5 separate regions of the Mus musculus genome follow, and regions 1, 2, 3 and 5 are each linked to region 4. The links are chromatin contacts, called in public HiChIP or PLAC-seq, Micro-C and promoter capture Hi-C maps. All regions are on one chromosome and are shown on one strand. The core of a region is the stretch at or near the end of the contact, and the rest is flanking DNA. Distances in the headings are between cores, read along the strand shown.

Region 1 (2,700 bases), core at 14-2,513, 310 kb after region 4:
GGTTCTAGAGCTTTCCAAACGATTCCTTAGAGGGCATCACTCAGTCTACCATGACCCCTTATGAGGTGACAGACAATCCTGGTTTTCCAGGAATACCTTTCTTTTCTAGTTACAAAAGAGAAAGCAAAGGCAAACAACTATGGTTCCATTTACTAGGCTGCGAGAGGCAGAGGGAGGATTCAGCAACTTTCCTTGTTTTTTAGAGCATTTTGCAAAAAACCAATCTGGTTAATCAAGAATTATGTTGATGAGGACACTCGTGAGTTAAGATTTTCTACATAATTACATACCACCCCCCCCCCCATGAATCTACCTGTGGAGGGTGAAATGGGTATAATATAAGGCCTCCCCCTTGGCTAAGAGGAATATAAAATCTCTAGGTAGTGTGTTAGTCTACGTTTAGTTGCAATACCCAAATACCCGATGCCAGATCATTTGTAAAGAAGAAGGGTGTATTTAGCTCACAGTTCTGGAGTCCCAAGAGCATGGCAGCAGTCTCTGCTTGGCTATGGTGAGGTGCCCATTGTGTATGGCATCCTGATGGTGGGAACACGTGGCAAATGGGGGGCCAGACAGCAGGGAGGGGCTGGTCTGACTCACTACAACCACTCTCTCCAGAACTATCTGGAGTCTCAGGAGGCATTAATCCCTTCTGGTGGCAATGTCCCCAGGAATCTAATCTCCACCCTTATGACTCACCTCTTAAAGGTTCCATTATTCTCCAATATCACCGTACTGAGTCCCAGGATCCCAGTATATGAGCTGGCAAGGGACAAGCTATGTCAAATAATAGCGGATAGGAAACCGAATATTTCCTTAGAGAGAAAAGACAGCACAGTAAATCATTTGTCCAAGGGTGCCATAAAAGGTAATGAAGATGACAATTCTGGGGACCCTCCTGTCCATGGGGTAGGTAGACAGGAACAGCAACTCCCCAAGTGCTTTCAATAGGATGGACATGAGTGGCTGTGCTATCCTGGACCAGGGTCAGTGGAGTTGCCCGCTAACTAATAAAGATTTTAGTCCATGTTAACTAAAGCTATAGCTTTAGTTATTTCTCCTTTTAAAAAGACTTCACACAGAGATACGCCCATGTATCCGAGTCTCCGTTCTAATTCAGGATCAAGAAAATATAGTCCTGTGTTACCTTTGAAGTTTTCAGCCTTCATCTTGAGAAAAGTTTTTCCTTAGATCCTAGGTCCTCCCCAGACAGAGAAGGCAGTGTGACTAAGAGCCTGGTGACATCAAGCTGAGACGCAGCATGTCCCCTGTCCCGCACTCTGTGCTATGTCCTAATTCTCTTGCCTCTCTCATGTGCTCATGTGTGGCTAGGTAGGAAAGTGTGTTTGAGGACTGAATAGTGGACTTGGAAGGATGGCACAGTAGTTAAGAGAACTTCCTGCTCTTGTAGGGGACAGGGTTCAGTTCCCAGCACCCACACCTGGTGGCCCACAACTCCCTATAACTCTAGTTTTAGGGGACCTGACACCTTCCTCTTGCCTCCTCTCACACCTACATGTGTGTGGTGCACATAATCTCTCATAGGCACATAGGCATGCACAGGAATCAAACTCAGGGAGTCCTAGTCCTTGGGTTCCCAGATGGCACCCTATTGTTGGAGCTCCAGTAAGCAGGGAACCAGCAGTTCCCCAATGCTGCCTGAGTAGTTTGAAAGGACTAGAGAAATTCATTTCAGAAATGTGAAAGTATAAAACCTGTCTGTATTCTCGCCCAATTTTCTCGTATCTCTGTCTCCCTCACCTAAAGCTGCTCCCATCTCAGAACTAAAAATTATTCATTAACTGAGATCCGTGAAAGGCTCAGTATGAATAACCGAATATGGTAGAATTTTGGACGCTGTGACAGGAAACAGGAAGCTCAATGCGGGGGCTGTGGGGTCTGTCCTTAAGCTTTGGGGCACTTGCCCAATGACTCAGAGACCACACCTGCCCACTCAGCCTACCCACAAGGCCACTGCTGGGTATGACCAGCTCTGCCGGGCCCATGCCAGCCTGCACATACTTCTTCCTCGGCTGGCAGCTACAGGCCAAGGAGGGTATCTCAGAACCAATGTTTCCTGGCTGAAGGCCAATCTTGATCTAGTGCCTAGGAGGTGCAGAAAGGCAGGGACAAAACATAAAACAATCCAGCTTAGGGGCTGGAGGAATGGCTCAATGCTTAAGAGCCTTTCTTGCTTTGGCAGAGGACCTGGGGTCAGTTGCCAGCACCTATTTTAGCCTCAGGGATCACTTTCTTCTGGATTCTGAGTATGCACAGGTTCGAGTGTGTGCACTCCCACACATACACAGGATGAAAAAATAAAAACAGTGTCTTAAATGAGCCAGCATGAGCAGGTGTCACTCTGCGGATTCAGACTCCATCCCATCTCCTGTAAGGGAAGTATCCCTTTATTCCCATTCAATAACGAGTTATTGAGGGGCAAGTTGGCTCTGCAGGAAAAGGAGCTGGCCACCAAATCTGACAACATGAGTTCAATCCCCAGGATCCACATGGTAGAAGCAAACTCCTTCTGTCTGGCTTCCACATGTGGTTATGGCACACACACACACACACACACACACACACACACACACACAGGATTGCAGGCACACACAGAGGACACTACACACACACTCATAGACAACACTATGCACAGATTCATATATATACACACACACAATGAACTATAAAATGTAAAAA
Region 2 (2,844 bases), core at 70-2,569, 260 kb before region 4:
TTTCGAGACAGGGTTTCTCTGTATAGTCCTGGCTGTCCTGGAACTCACTCTGTAGACCAGGCTGTCCCCAAACTCAGAAATCCACCTGCCTCTGACTCCCAAGTGCTGGGATTAAAGGCGTGCGCCATCACCACCCGGCTTTTTTTTTTTTTAAAGATTTATTTATTTTTATTTATCTGAGTACACTGTAGCTGTCTTCAGACACACCAGAAGAATATATCAGATCCCATTAGAGATGGTTGTGAGCCACCATGTGGTTGCTAGGAATTAAACTCAGGACCTCTGGAAGAGCAGTCAGTGCTCTTAATCGCTGAGCCATCTCTCCAGCTCACCAACAGCTTTTCATTCCATGCATGAGCCATGGACACAGGGGTAAACTTTGGATTCTTAGACATACAGTATCACTTCCTATCATGGAGTCTTTCAACACTCTTGGGATTTTCTTGCCTTATCTTAAGTGAGGAGTGGGACTGTGTGATCTTCTATACCCCAGACTCAAAATTTTTGGAGCACTCTCATGGTGGCCAGTAAGGGTCCAGTTCCCCGACCTCACTGGTGTATGGGGACCCTGGAAAGGTGGAGGTAGAAGGGTCAGAGAGTCACTTTATTCTATTTTTTTTTTATTTTGTTTTAGAAGAATTGGCTTAGTTTTTAGTCATGTGTTTACACATGTGCCTCCATGGGTTATGTGCACCTCATGTGTATAGCCACCCTCAGAAGCCAGAGGGCATCAGACTCCCTGGAAATGGAGTTGCAGGTCATTATGTGACTCCTCATGTCAGTGCTGGGAACCAAACTGGGTCTTCCACATTAGCAATAAATACTCTCAACTGATATGCCTGCCACCTCTCAAGCTCCCATTTCTTAATTTTAAAATATTATTATTATTATTGTTATTGTTATATTATCATTACTATTATTATTTTATAGTACGATGATTGAACCTTGGCTTGATGCAAGAGCTACAACCCCCAGAGTCTCACCATATTGCTCACCCTTTAATTTGCTCAGTGGTCCAGGCTGGCTTTGAACTTGAAACTCTCTTGTCTCAGCCTGCAGAGTAGCTGTAATTACAGGTTTAGGTCACCAAGCCTGATGCTAGGAGTGATTTGAGCTGCCAAAATGAGAGATCACCACAGAAGGATGAGTGAGGCTGAGCCAGCACACCACACTCAACACCCACAGGCTGATTGTAGACTCCTTCCAAATACTGACCACGCTTAGAAGGCATCCCCGAGTTTCATTTCTCTGTGGCTATAGAAACTGTGTTGTCTTGCTCACAATTACCTCCAGGGCTTAAAGGATACTCTAGCTCTGGATTTGCATAAATTTGCATAACCGATGAGCCATCTCTGAAGAGCCCACACACTGCATAGTGACTAGCATCTCTTCAACATTACCGCACATTGAGTTCCCAAGTCTGGGAGCTGAAGTCTCGTTTCCAATGAAGACCTCAGGCCTGATCATTGCTATGAAGTTTATCTCCAACACTGAATATCAGCTGTGTCCCAGCACCCACCTCAGAGAGAGCACTTAGGAAACACTCTCTGGTTTGCTTGCCATTGTTGGTCCTGTAACGTTTGACCTCCTCTTATGGTCATTAGCTAGAGAATATTTCTTTGTGAAAGGAGGGAGGCTTACCTAAAAATAAATGAGTTTAAAAACCTTTTATCTTAAAACTTGTCTGAATTGTAAAATAAATCATTCTGGAGATTTCTTGAATTTCTTGGCCCCGAGAGCTTCTATATTTGACTGTCCTGGAACTCGGTGTTCTTTGCCTGTGACTCCGTGTCCATTTGTCCCTGGCTTTGGCATTTCAGAGGACTCCGTGGTCTTGTTTTCCAGATCTGAGTTTAATTGGGGAGTTAATTGTCTGAGCAAGAACACGTAAGCCCAGTTGAATTTGGGGGCGAAGCCTGTGGTCTCCGTTCCACTTCAACAGACAAGAAAGCTTTTGTGAGTCTTTGTTGATTATATTTTAACATAAGCAGATGTTGTGTATAGCAGAGAGAGCAAGCCAGGGAGAGCAGCCTGTAACCAGATCGTGTTGAGCTGAGATAAATACACAAGATCTTTTATCTCTTTGTAATAACTTGGCCTTGGAGGACCTGGGGCCCGAGCTGTGAGCTGCTCATTTGAACTGCAAGCAGTCCTTTGAGCTACCAAACAAAACAGGAAGGGCTGAGGGTCCATTCTCTTGCCCTTGGCCCCCAAACAGTTTCTGATTAGCATGTGCTTCTTAGATTGAATGCATAAGCACCTTGAATAATTTATTCTTCTCATTCCTGAAATTCTTTAGTGCGATATTTTCAAAAGTTTCTTTCTTTTCATTCCACATGACCCAGACTACTGGGCTGCTCTCCCTAATTCATTGTTTCCAAGGCAACCAAAAGGAAGGATCTATTCAAGTCCAGCTACAATAACCTTAATGGAAATTCGTGACATCACTTAACATGGGATTTCCATGTCTGGACTTCTGAAGACTGTCTCCCCAAGGTCACCTTTCTAAGTCACAAACAGCTCACACATATTTTGCTGTACACAGGCTGTCTGCACCACATCCTAGTGAGTGCCTAGGCTAGTGTCTCAACTTCAGCACCACCAGCTTTGAGCCCAAACATCCTCTGATGTAGGGCTGCCCTAGGCATTATGAGGGAGGTATGGAACAGCAGCAACCTTGACATCCTCCACAAAGCCAGCAGCAGGATTCCACTCATGCTATAGCTACCGAAATGTGTCTAGACATTGCCAAATATCCCTTAATGGTAGAAGTTGAGGATCAGTGCAAGTTGAGGGGAGAAGTCTGTTGACATTTAGCTGACACTGCCTCTGTAAGCTTGGGGG
Region 3 (2,778 bases), core at 101-2,600, 390 kb before region 4:
TAGCCTGGAATCGCTATTCTTCTTCTGGCTCCCCAACCAGAATCTGTAGATTCTTGCCTTGGATTGGTTGCATCAGCAACAGACATCCTCTGTCATGGCATCTAAGCCATTCTAGGACCACTAACGTAGCTCTCTGCTTGTCTTTGTGCAGTTTTCTCTCTCTGGCCTTCGGTGCTTATCCTGAACCTTGAAGCCCCAGCTTATACTCTCCGCAAGTGCACTCTGATGCTTATCTAGGTAGAATGAAGGTTATCTGGTGTTTGTGGTTAAGATTCTGTAGATTAGAAAAAATAGACGTGTAAAATTTGAGCTCTCCCTCTCCTCCCCCCCCTTTTGTGTGTGTGTGTGTGTGTGTGTGTGTGTGTGTGTGCATGCGCCTGGGAACAACCTATAGGAATCATCTGCTCTCTCCTTCTACTGTGTGGGTTCCAGGGACTGAACTCAGGTTTTCAGGCTTGAAGACAAGCATCTGTACCCACTGAGTTTTCTCACCGGTGGGCCCTGGCTAATGTGTCTTTTTGAGAAGGATTAATCTATGCATTTGATGAGAGTTCCCCCAACAGTCCAGTTAACAGAATTTCTACTTATATATGTCAGGCATACTTCCCCTAACTTTGTGACTCTATATTCACAGACTTACCAAGGCTAGTAACCATTTTTGGCTCCTGGTTTCTAGTATCAGATGTTGTGTGTGTCAGAGCTAATGCTGGGTGCCTTCCTCCACTACCATGCCTTATTTTATGTGTAAGTGTCGGTGCCTGCATCATGAGCTGTCTGATTTTGGTGCTGGGAACCAAACCTAAATCCTCTGCTAAGCAATCTATCCAGCCCCAGGGTCTCTCACGGAGTTCTCAGCCTTCATAATCCTCTGGGACAGTAGTTCTCAGCCTTCACAATGCTGCACCCCTTTAATACAGTTCCTCGTGCTGTGATGACCACCAGCCATACAATTATTTCTTTGCTACTCCATAGTTGTGATTTTGCTACCGTTATAAACTGCAGTGCAAATTATCTAGCCTGCGTGACCCCCAGGTTGAGAACCACTGCTCTAGGTCTGCCAGTCTCCATCTGCTCCCGGGGGCAGGGTTACATACAGATTTGTATCTCTGTACTTCAAATTCAGGTTCAAATGTGTAACCCTCAAACACTTAACTCACAGAGCCAGCTTCCCTTGTCCCTCCTCCTATCCAGGCTGTCTTCTCTGCAACATTGCTGACTGCTGACCCTCAGCTCCACAGGCTGAACCCCCTGCATTGGCTCTTCCTTTCTAGCTGGTCTCTTTCACTCTTCAATGCCCACACACCAGCAACAGCATCCACTGAGATTCACTGTAGCCCTTTCTTCTCAGCTCATGCCCAGGCATGCCCTACGATCACAATCAGTACATGTACACACCTCTGGCATGTGCTCAACAGATAGCACTAGTTGGTTCTGCATATTGTCTGCCCCACTAGACTGGTGAGTTAAAGGTCATGTCTTATGTATTTTTGTATTCTCAGATCAGCACTTTACATATTGTATAGGCTCGATAAATACACGGCAACAGGAGCTGACTTAGTGTTCTTTCCTAGACATTTGTCTAGAGTGGAAACAGTTTCCGGGGGAGGCTTCAACAGGCCATTCTTTCCTTGTGTTTTTTCCTCTTCCTCTCAGTATGCTGCTAGATTTTTGGCTGTAGTTAATTACTGAGTTGGTTTAAATGACCCCAGAACCTTCTCCCAAATTCTAACAGAAACCCCAGAGCTCTGGAACAAGCACAGTTTGTGTCATTAACACTTAAATCACTGCGGTTACTGCCCACGTTGGAGATTGGTAGTTTGCTAGGAACATAAGCAAAATCCACTTTGGAACAGCTTCCTGTGCAAGAACAATCCCTCGCCTTCTTGGCTCTGAAAGCATACATTTACGAATGATCTAACTGCTGTGTCTGAGAGGCTGGAAGCACCATAGCAACTTATTTAATTGCGAATGATAATACAACTGTAAATTAAAAATGACCTCTACTCAAATCCACTGAAAAGCCATGCCTAACTACTCCATGCTAGGCTTTTGCCAACGGTAGGTTTCTCTTTTCCCTCCTCTAGATTTTGTTTGCCATGAATATACGCCATTGTTCTGAGAACCATGCCTTCCCTTCCTCTGAGGGATCCTATGGTTCAGAGTCAAGAAATACACACAGCACTGAGAGAACCCAAGGACACCCAGTCCAAGTCACCCTGACCCCTGATTGACAGCTAACTTCGGGTTGCTAACACTACATCCTGTCTTGGGCTTGAAGGAGTGAAGTCCAGCCTGTTTGCTACCCTGACTAACCTGTATCCAGGGCCGCTGTAGCCACTGCCCTTCTATGTAAGAGATGTGATTGATTTCGGGGTTGGGGCTTTCTGGCTGCTGACTGGGTTGGAGTTGGAAATCCTATTTTTTCATTATTTTCTTATTTGTGGAGGGGAAAGTCTAAATATATCCTTTTGAATTGCGGTGTGATTTATAAACGACAGCAGGCTGTGGTGAGCTAACTGCGATGGCCTTACTCTCCATCGTCCCTGTTTGTGGTAGATGGATGTACTTCTTGATGTTAGGGGTTTGAGGGCGGTGAACGAGGAGGGGACGAGCAGGCATTTTAGACACAGTCCATCTCCTGGACAGCACCAAACACCAGCCCCAAAGCTAATGTGCGCCCTGTGTGCCTGCCCCCTCCCACTGCTGTTCTACACAAAGATTCTGAGACATGGGTTAGCAGTTACCTACTGAAAAGGAGATTCACAATGGGCAGACGTG
Region 4 (2,700 bases), core at 100-2,599:
GGGTGACTCTCATTTTGTCTGTCCTTGAGGTTTTTAGTATGAGGCGGGACAAAGGAATTGTTAATCTTGTTTTGGAAGCTTAGTAATTTTGACCGTTAAAACTATGTTTCTATATTTGTTTAGTCAGCCAGCTTTTTTATCTGACTCTGTACTTGGCCTGCTAGTACAGTTTGGAAAGTCCTTTTGAAGGGGGAAGGTACTGGGTAGTCTTGAATTTATTTTGGATATTACAATTTCATATATATGAGTACACTGTAGCTGTATAAATGGTTGTGATCCTTCATATGGCTGTTGGGAATTGAAATTTTAGGTCAACCCCACTTGCTCTGGTTGCTATGGCCCAAAGACTTATTATTTATTATTATACATAAGTACACTGTAGCTGTCTTCAGACACACCAGAAGAGGGTGTCAGATCTTATTGTGGGTGGTTGTGAGCCACCATGTAGTTGCTGAGATTTGAACTCAGGATCTTCAGAAGAGCAGTCAGTGCTCTTACCCACTGAGCCATCTCGCCAGCCCTAGTTAGGAAATCTTAAGAGCTACTTTAAAAATACTTGGAGGACTGGATGGCGATGGTGACAAGAGGAGTCTTTTGCTTCAGTTGGCAGATAAATTACATGAGATTCTTTCTAAAGCCTAGCGTGACGGTACAAGGTCATGAGCAAGTCCAGCAGCTTGGAAGCAGGGGCAGGGGGATAGGGAGATGTGAACAGTTTGTTCTCCATAGAGTTCCCAACCAGCAAGTGCCATCCAGTGAGACCTTCCCTCCCTCTTTCCTCCTCCTCTCCCTCCCTCCCTTTCTCCCCTCCCCCCCTTTTTTTGTTAAAGGCAGGCTCTCTCACTGTCTAGCTCTCCTTGCTATGTAGACCAGGCTGGCCTCAAATTACAGAGCTCCACCTGCCTCTAAACCCCTAGCACTTTGACTAAAGGTGTGTGCTACCACACCCAGAGTAAGACTTTAGAAAGAAAGAAAGGAAGGAAGGAAGGGAGGGAGGGAGGGAGGGAGGGAGGGAGGGAGGGAGGGAGAGAGAGAGAGAGAGAGAGAGAGAGAGAGAGAGAGAGAGAGAGAGAAAGAGAAAGAGAAAGAGAAAGAGAAAGAGAGAAAAGAAATTGAGTTGAATAGCACAGTTAGCTCTTAACTTTGATACCAGAGCTTAAACCATTTTGAATTATTAATACCATACTCGGAGGGTAACTGTGGCTCCTCATGTTTTCGTTCTTAAGACCCGGTGCTTAGATGTTTGCTGTGTGTGTGTGGGTAAGAGGGAAAGAGACACAGATATACCATTGTATGCCATTGGTGCTGAGGGGCTGAGGGGCTGAAGGGCCGGACAGGAAGGTGGGGGGAGACTCTGACTCAGCATGAGGAATGCTGACTCATCCTGAGGAATGCTGGCTCACAACGGGAGAGAGAAGCCTTTCTCTGGAGATTTGGAGATAGTCAGTTTTCCAGTTTCCTTCAGATGGAATTGTAGAGCAGAAAAAAAAAGTAATGATCTCCCTGCTTCTCGCCTACAAGTTTTGTTTTGTTGTTTGTGAAGAACAAAACAGAACAAAGGAAAACACTTCGCCAAAAGATGGAATCCTTATCTGAAAAAAAAGACGTTTGGAACAGATTCTCCATTTTTGTCTCTGTAGCTTTTGTCCATCCTGTCCAGGTTTAATAACTAAATCCTTGGAAGCAGGAAGTACATTAGCACTGTTCTAAGAGTTTGTCAGTCCCTTAGGCCGTAGGATTATTTCCTCCCCAAGGTGGACACGCAGACTGTTATAGGAACCCGGAAAGGACCAGACCCAGGGCCATCGGAAGCTCTGTGGATCGCACTGAGCCACATTCACAAGGAGTTTCTGTAACCTGGCAGCCCATGTTCTCACAAGAGCCACGGCTAACCCTCAGCGTCAAAGGAGGCTGTGTTTCCCCAAAGGCTACTGCTTTCTGAAAAATCCATGACTGCAGCAGGTACTCGGAAAAAGTCAATGGTTTTTTCTGTCTTTTATTCGCTATTTTAGACCAGGCTCTTTTGTGGCAGTTTGTTATCAAGAAGTAATGAGTAGATTCTTCTGAGAGTTTGGACTCATTGCAGTCTAATTATGAAATAGTAAAGATTGTATAGGAATTCTCCTTCATAGGGTAAAATTGGTCCAGTGGTGCTGTTGGTGGGCAGTGGAGTTGCCGTGTTGTGTTCATTAAGCATAGGTGGTGGCTATTGTAACTAAGAGGGGATGAGACCCCAAGTTTATTCCACTATCTACGGGAGCAATTCTGCTCATGTCTAAAGAGAAACTTTAGTTTTGATTCCAAATGATTTCACTAAATAAAACATTAATAACAACCAGTTGAATGAATGCTAGTGGACCTCTCCACTAATATTTAATGTTTTAGAATGGATATGTTATCTTGATTACTGTTTTTTAATATCTAGTATATTTTAGTACATTTAGCTCGGAGGTTGTAATTCTGCATGTGTTCCACAAGGTGGCAGGCTTGTATGTTTGTAGGTTCCCTTTGGTTCCGTGCAGAGCAAGCTCGTGGTTATGCAGAAATCAAAGTTTTTCTGTTAAATGTTAACTGTTTTATATAGCAGAGCTTTACAGTTTAACTTTTATGATGGAATGCTCTCTGAGCCTCATCCCAGGCTTTCCTGGTGTCTTAAACGGTACAATGTAGTGTGGTTGTTATCAGGAAACCCTCTAGATA
Region 5 (2,700 bases), core at 107-2,606, 400 kb after region 4:
ACACATATGCACACACACACACAAACACACATACACACATATACATACACAGAGACACACACAGACACAGACATATACACACACATATATATACACACACATGTACACAGACACACACATACACACAGAGAGACACACATGTACATAGACACACACATATACACACACAGACACATATGCACACACATACACACAAACACACATACACACACATATACATACACAGAGACACACACAGAGAAATACACAGAGACACAGGAGTACACACATGTACATGCATATGCTGGACATAAACCTATAGGTAGTCTCTATGGTCAGACTCCCTCTGTGACTCTAATGGCCCCGCATCTCCTGTTGTCTCTGTTCATGGTCTTACCCGTAAGGATAGTAATTTTCTTAAATATCAACCACCATTTCCTTTCCCCACTTAAGAGCCTTAGGTATCTCTCATTGGCCCTCAAAACAAAACAAAAAATTCACTCTGGCCCCAGCCTTCCTCTCTTGTCTTCTCACAAGATAGCTAGAGAAAACTCCAGCTAGTCTGCATTGCAGCCTTCTAAACATACAAGATCATGCTTCCAAACTGTATCACATTGTCTCTTTCTCCCTCTCTCCCTCTCTCCCTCTCTCCCTCTCTCCCTCCCACCATGTTACTAATTCCCTCAAAGTCTAATCTCTCTTCTCTAGACAGCCTTGCTGGTATCCTTTAAGGAAGATGTCTCAAACCCCAGCTTATACACGTCTACCTGATCTCATCTGGCTCCTAGAGAAGAGGGACAAAGCCTTACTCAACCGTACTCTCTGTGTTTTTAGTAATGGCCTACAGATAGTGAATGCTTTTTAAACTATCTCAAGAGGGGCTGAAAAGAAGAAATGAAGAAGAAAAGTATATTCTAAGTGAATGTTCTAGTTCCTCCGTCCCTGGTTTGCTCCCTAAATCAACTTGTGCTTCATGGTAAGAATTCCAGGCTTCACCACGGCTGAAAGAGTCATGCAAGGAACACAGGAAGAGGGGACCAAAGGTCACCTTCTTTGGTATGATCTCCCCATGCCAGGGAGAGCTGGCTAGCAGGTGTGTTTGAAGCACTGGGCATAGTGATGTGCTGTGGCTGCCAGGCTCTGGCGTCTTTCCAACTGGGCAATCATGTGGAGCAAAGCAAGTGAATAGGGAACTTGGAAAGGTGACCTGATTCTCTGCCTCGGGCACTTGCAGTCTAGGTCTGAGTATGTTTTAATTAGACCTGGACACAGGAGCCCTCAGTCAGACACAACTGAAGTCCCCAGTGGACTGTTGTGGCCGCTGTTAAGATTTGTCTGAGCCTCTGGTTATCTTGAGAGCCTGACATCACACTGATCATTAAGCAAAGAGCCAAGGAGCAGCTGGACGTTACCATGGCAACCTGCTTGAGTTGCTGCTGGAGCTCGGGTAACAAGAGCATTTTATCATGGGTCATTAAGGGCGAAAGGCTTCATTTACATTATTTCCTGTAAAAATCCTATTATTTCAGGTGTTACACTCCATATCCCCTACATGGCTTTACTAGAAAAAGAAAGAAAGGAAAGGAAAAGAAAACCAGAGATGGGCATTCTTTGACGAAGCAACCGTGTAACAGGCTTTAGGTAAATGGAGCCACATAGTGTTCTGTAGATGAGAAAAGTATTTTGCCACAGGGGGATGGGGTAAAAAGGTGCCCAGTGTTCTCTGAAGGCAGAGAATGCTTGCTCTATAAAGTGAATCTGGTTTTTTTTATTATTTTTTTCACTGTTCATTCCCCTTGGCTGAGTCATACCTTTTGGCTGATACTGATAAGACCTCTCAGGCTCTTTAATCTGCTGAATAAGTGTGACAAGTCTGGCCCTCCTGCTAGCCTCCCCCCAGTGCTGTCTCAGGTATCTTTTCCCACAGCAGCCAAATGCAAGACGTAGTAGATTCTGTGAACATCTAGCACTAAAGCTCTGAGAGGCTGTGAGCATTTCTCTTGTAAATTCGTCCTTGCGGGTGAAGAAACCAGAAAAATCAACCCCAGCTCGTGTCGTAGCGATAACACCGACTTCTGGCCAGCATCCCATACCACATAGAATGGATAAATGTTCACTGCTAAGGATATTTAAGAAAGGTCATCCATGCACTCCTGGCTCCATCCACTGCCCACAATAAAGGGTATACATTCCACAAGAACAATACCTAAAGGCCAGATAATATGCCTGAACCTCCAAGCCCATGGGACCTAACAGGAGTTATTTTCATCCTTTCTGAATGTTCATAAGCCCCATTATGATTGACACATTTCATAGGTGTTCTGTTCCTCAGGGTGACAGCTAAGAACTAGAGATAATAAAGCCATGGCCTAATCCTTAAACTTCTGGAGTTAATTTAGTAGTATTTAGAGAATGTGAAATGATTCCATGTACAGAAAACCCATTGCCTGACACAGGGCAACAACGGCCATATCATTGAGTCAGTTCACAATTTCATGGCATTGGTACTTATCAATAGGGACAGATGACCCAAAGCAGAGCAATGGTCACCCAGTGGCGACTGTCTGTGCTTTGCTTAGAATGAAAACACCACAGAATTGCAGGAGTTGGCTCTGGGTCATGCAAATGAAAATCTGTCTTGGCCTTCTTGTCACCAGAACTGCTGGAATTCAATGTAGATTTTTGGGTCAAATCCTAGTCTTTCAATATATCATTATGGTG

What was found. A called contact is a pair of places that touch in the nucleus more often than the background predicts. HiChIP or PLAC-seq counts read pairs in DNA pulled down with a chosen protein or histone mark. Capture Hi-C pulls out chosen DNA fragments and counts their contacts.
Region 1: a contact with region 4 is called in an H3K27ac HiChIP or PLAC-seq map of a colorectal cancer cell line, with 4 times the contacts expected there. The contact joins two enhancer-like sites. A contact is called at or near these places in 1 of 39 promoter capture datasets (embryonic stem cells), 4 of 484 Hi-C or Micro-C datasets (bone marrow-derived macrophages, cumulus cells, liver and 1 more), 9 of 115 datasets of contacts at active chromatin or transcription factors (the NIH/3T3 cell line, a colorectal cancer cell line, embryonic stem cells and 3 more) and 2 of 9 other capture datasets (adipose tissue and pancreatic islet).
Region 2: a promoter capture Hi-C map of adipose tissue shows a contact between it and region 4. The contact joins two enhancer-like sites. A contact is called at or near these places in 1 of 15 datasets of contacts at CTCF or cohesin (embryonic stem cells), 3 of 484 Hi-C or Micro-C datasets (bone marrow-derived macrophages, embryonic stem cells and psoas muscle), 2 of 115 datasets of contacts at active chromatin or transcription factors (embryonic stem cells and regulatory T cells) and 4 of 9 other capture datasets (adipose tissue, embryonic stem cells, liver and 1 more).
Region 3: a contact with region 4 is called in an H3K27ac HiChIP or PLAC-seq map of embryonic stem cells, with 6 times the contacts expected there. The contact joins two enhancer-like sites. A contact is called at or near these places in 1 of 15 datasets of contacts at CTCF or cohesin (embryonic stem cells), 6 of 484 Hi-C or Micro-C datasets (the N1E-115 cell line, bone marrow-derived macrophages and embryonic stem cells), 4 of 115 datasets of contacts at active chromatin or transcription factors (all in embryonic stem cells) and 2 of 9 other capture datasets (embryonic stem cells and macrophages).
Region 5: a contact with region 4 is called in a Micro-C map of the HL-1 cell line, with 4 times the contacts expected there. The contact joins two enhancer-like sites. A contact is called at or near these places in 2 of 39 promoter capture datasets (embryonic stem cells and liver), 4 of 15 datasets of contacts at CTCF or cohesin (embryonic stem cells, large pre-B cells, pro-B cells and 1 more), 73 of 484 Hi-C or Micro-C datasets (the 63-12 cell line, the AML12 cell line, the AtT-20 cell line and 37 more), 9 of 115 datasets of contacts at active chromatin or transcription factors (the NIH/3T3 cell line, embryonic basal ganglia, embryonic stem cells and 3 more) and 4 of 9 other capture datasets (adipose tissue, embryonic stem cells, liver and 1 more).

What each region holds. Positions count from the first base shown.
Region 1 is chr14:76,785,813-76,788,512 of GRCm38.p6, forward strand. All of the region lies in intron 1 of Gm30246 (a long non-coding RNA gene), which reads left to right. Among named protein-coding and RNA genes, the nearest start is that of Gm30246, 6.5 kb to the left of the region's middle. Within about 2 kb of position 1,264, at least 90 of the 459 cell types and tissues checked have an H3K27ac peak or open chromatin away from gene starts, as enhancers often do. A contact at or near this core is called in the NIH/3T3 cell line, adipose tissue, bone marrow-derived macrophages and 3 more, where this site is marked.
Region 2 is chr14:76,219,867-76,222,710 of GRCm38.p6, forward strand. No RefSeq gene overlaps it. Among named protein-coding and RNA genes, the nearest start is that of Gm41214, 16 kb to the left of the region's middle. Within about 2 kb of position 1,320, at least 30 of the 459 cell types and tissues checked have an H3K27ac peak or open chromatin away from gene starts, as enhancers often do. A contact at or near this core is called in adipose tissue, where this site is marked.
Region 3 is chr14:76,083,006-76,085,783 of GRCm38.p6, forward strand. No RefSeq gene overlaps it. Among named protein-coding and RNA genes, the nearest start is that of Gpalpp1, 26 kb to the right of the region's middle. Within about 2 kb of position 1,351, at least 36 of the 459 cell types and tissues checked have an H3K27ac peak or open chromatin away from gene starts, as enhancers often do. A contact at or near this core is called in embryonic stem cells, where this site is marked.
Region 4 is chr14:76,477,467-76,480,166 of GRCm38.p6, forward strand. The region is part of intron 1 of Tsc22d1 (TSC22 domain family, member 1); the gene reads left to right. Among named protein-coding and RNA genes, the nearest start is that of 4930444M15Rik, 42 kb to the right of the region's middle. Within about 2 kb of position 1,350, at least 96 of the 459 cell types and tissues checked have an H3K27ac peak or open chromatin away from gene starts, as enhancers often do. A contact at or near this core is called in the AML12 cell line, the C2C12 cell line, the HL-1 cell line and 11 more, where this site is marked.
Region 5 is chr14:76,881,720-76,884,419 of GRCm38.p6, forward strand. No RefSeq gene overlaps it. Among named protein-coding and RNA genes, the nearest start is that of Gm30365, 45 kb to the left of the region's middle. Within about 2 kb of position 1,357, at least 137 of the 459 cell types and tissues checked have an H3K27ac peak or open chromatin away from gene starts, as enhancers often do. A contact at or near this core is called in the AML12 cell line, the C2C12 cell line, the HL-1 cell line and 6 more, where this site is marked.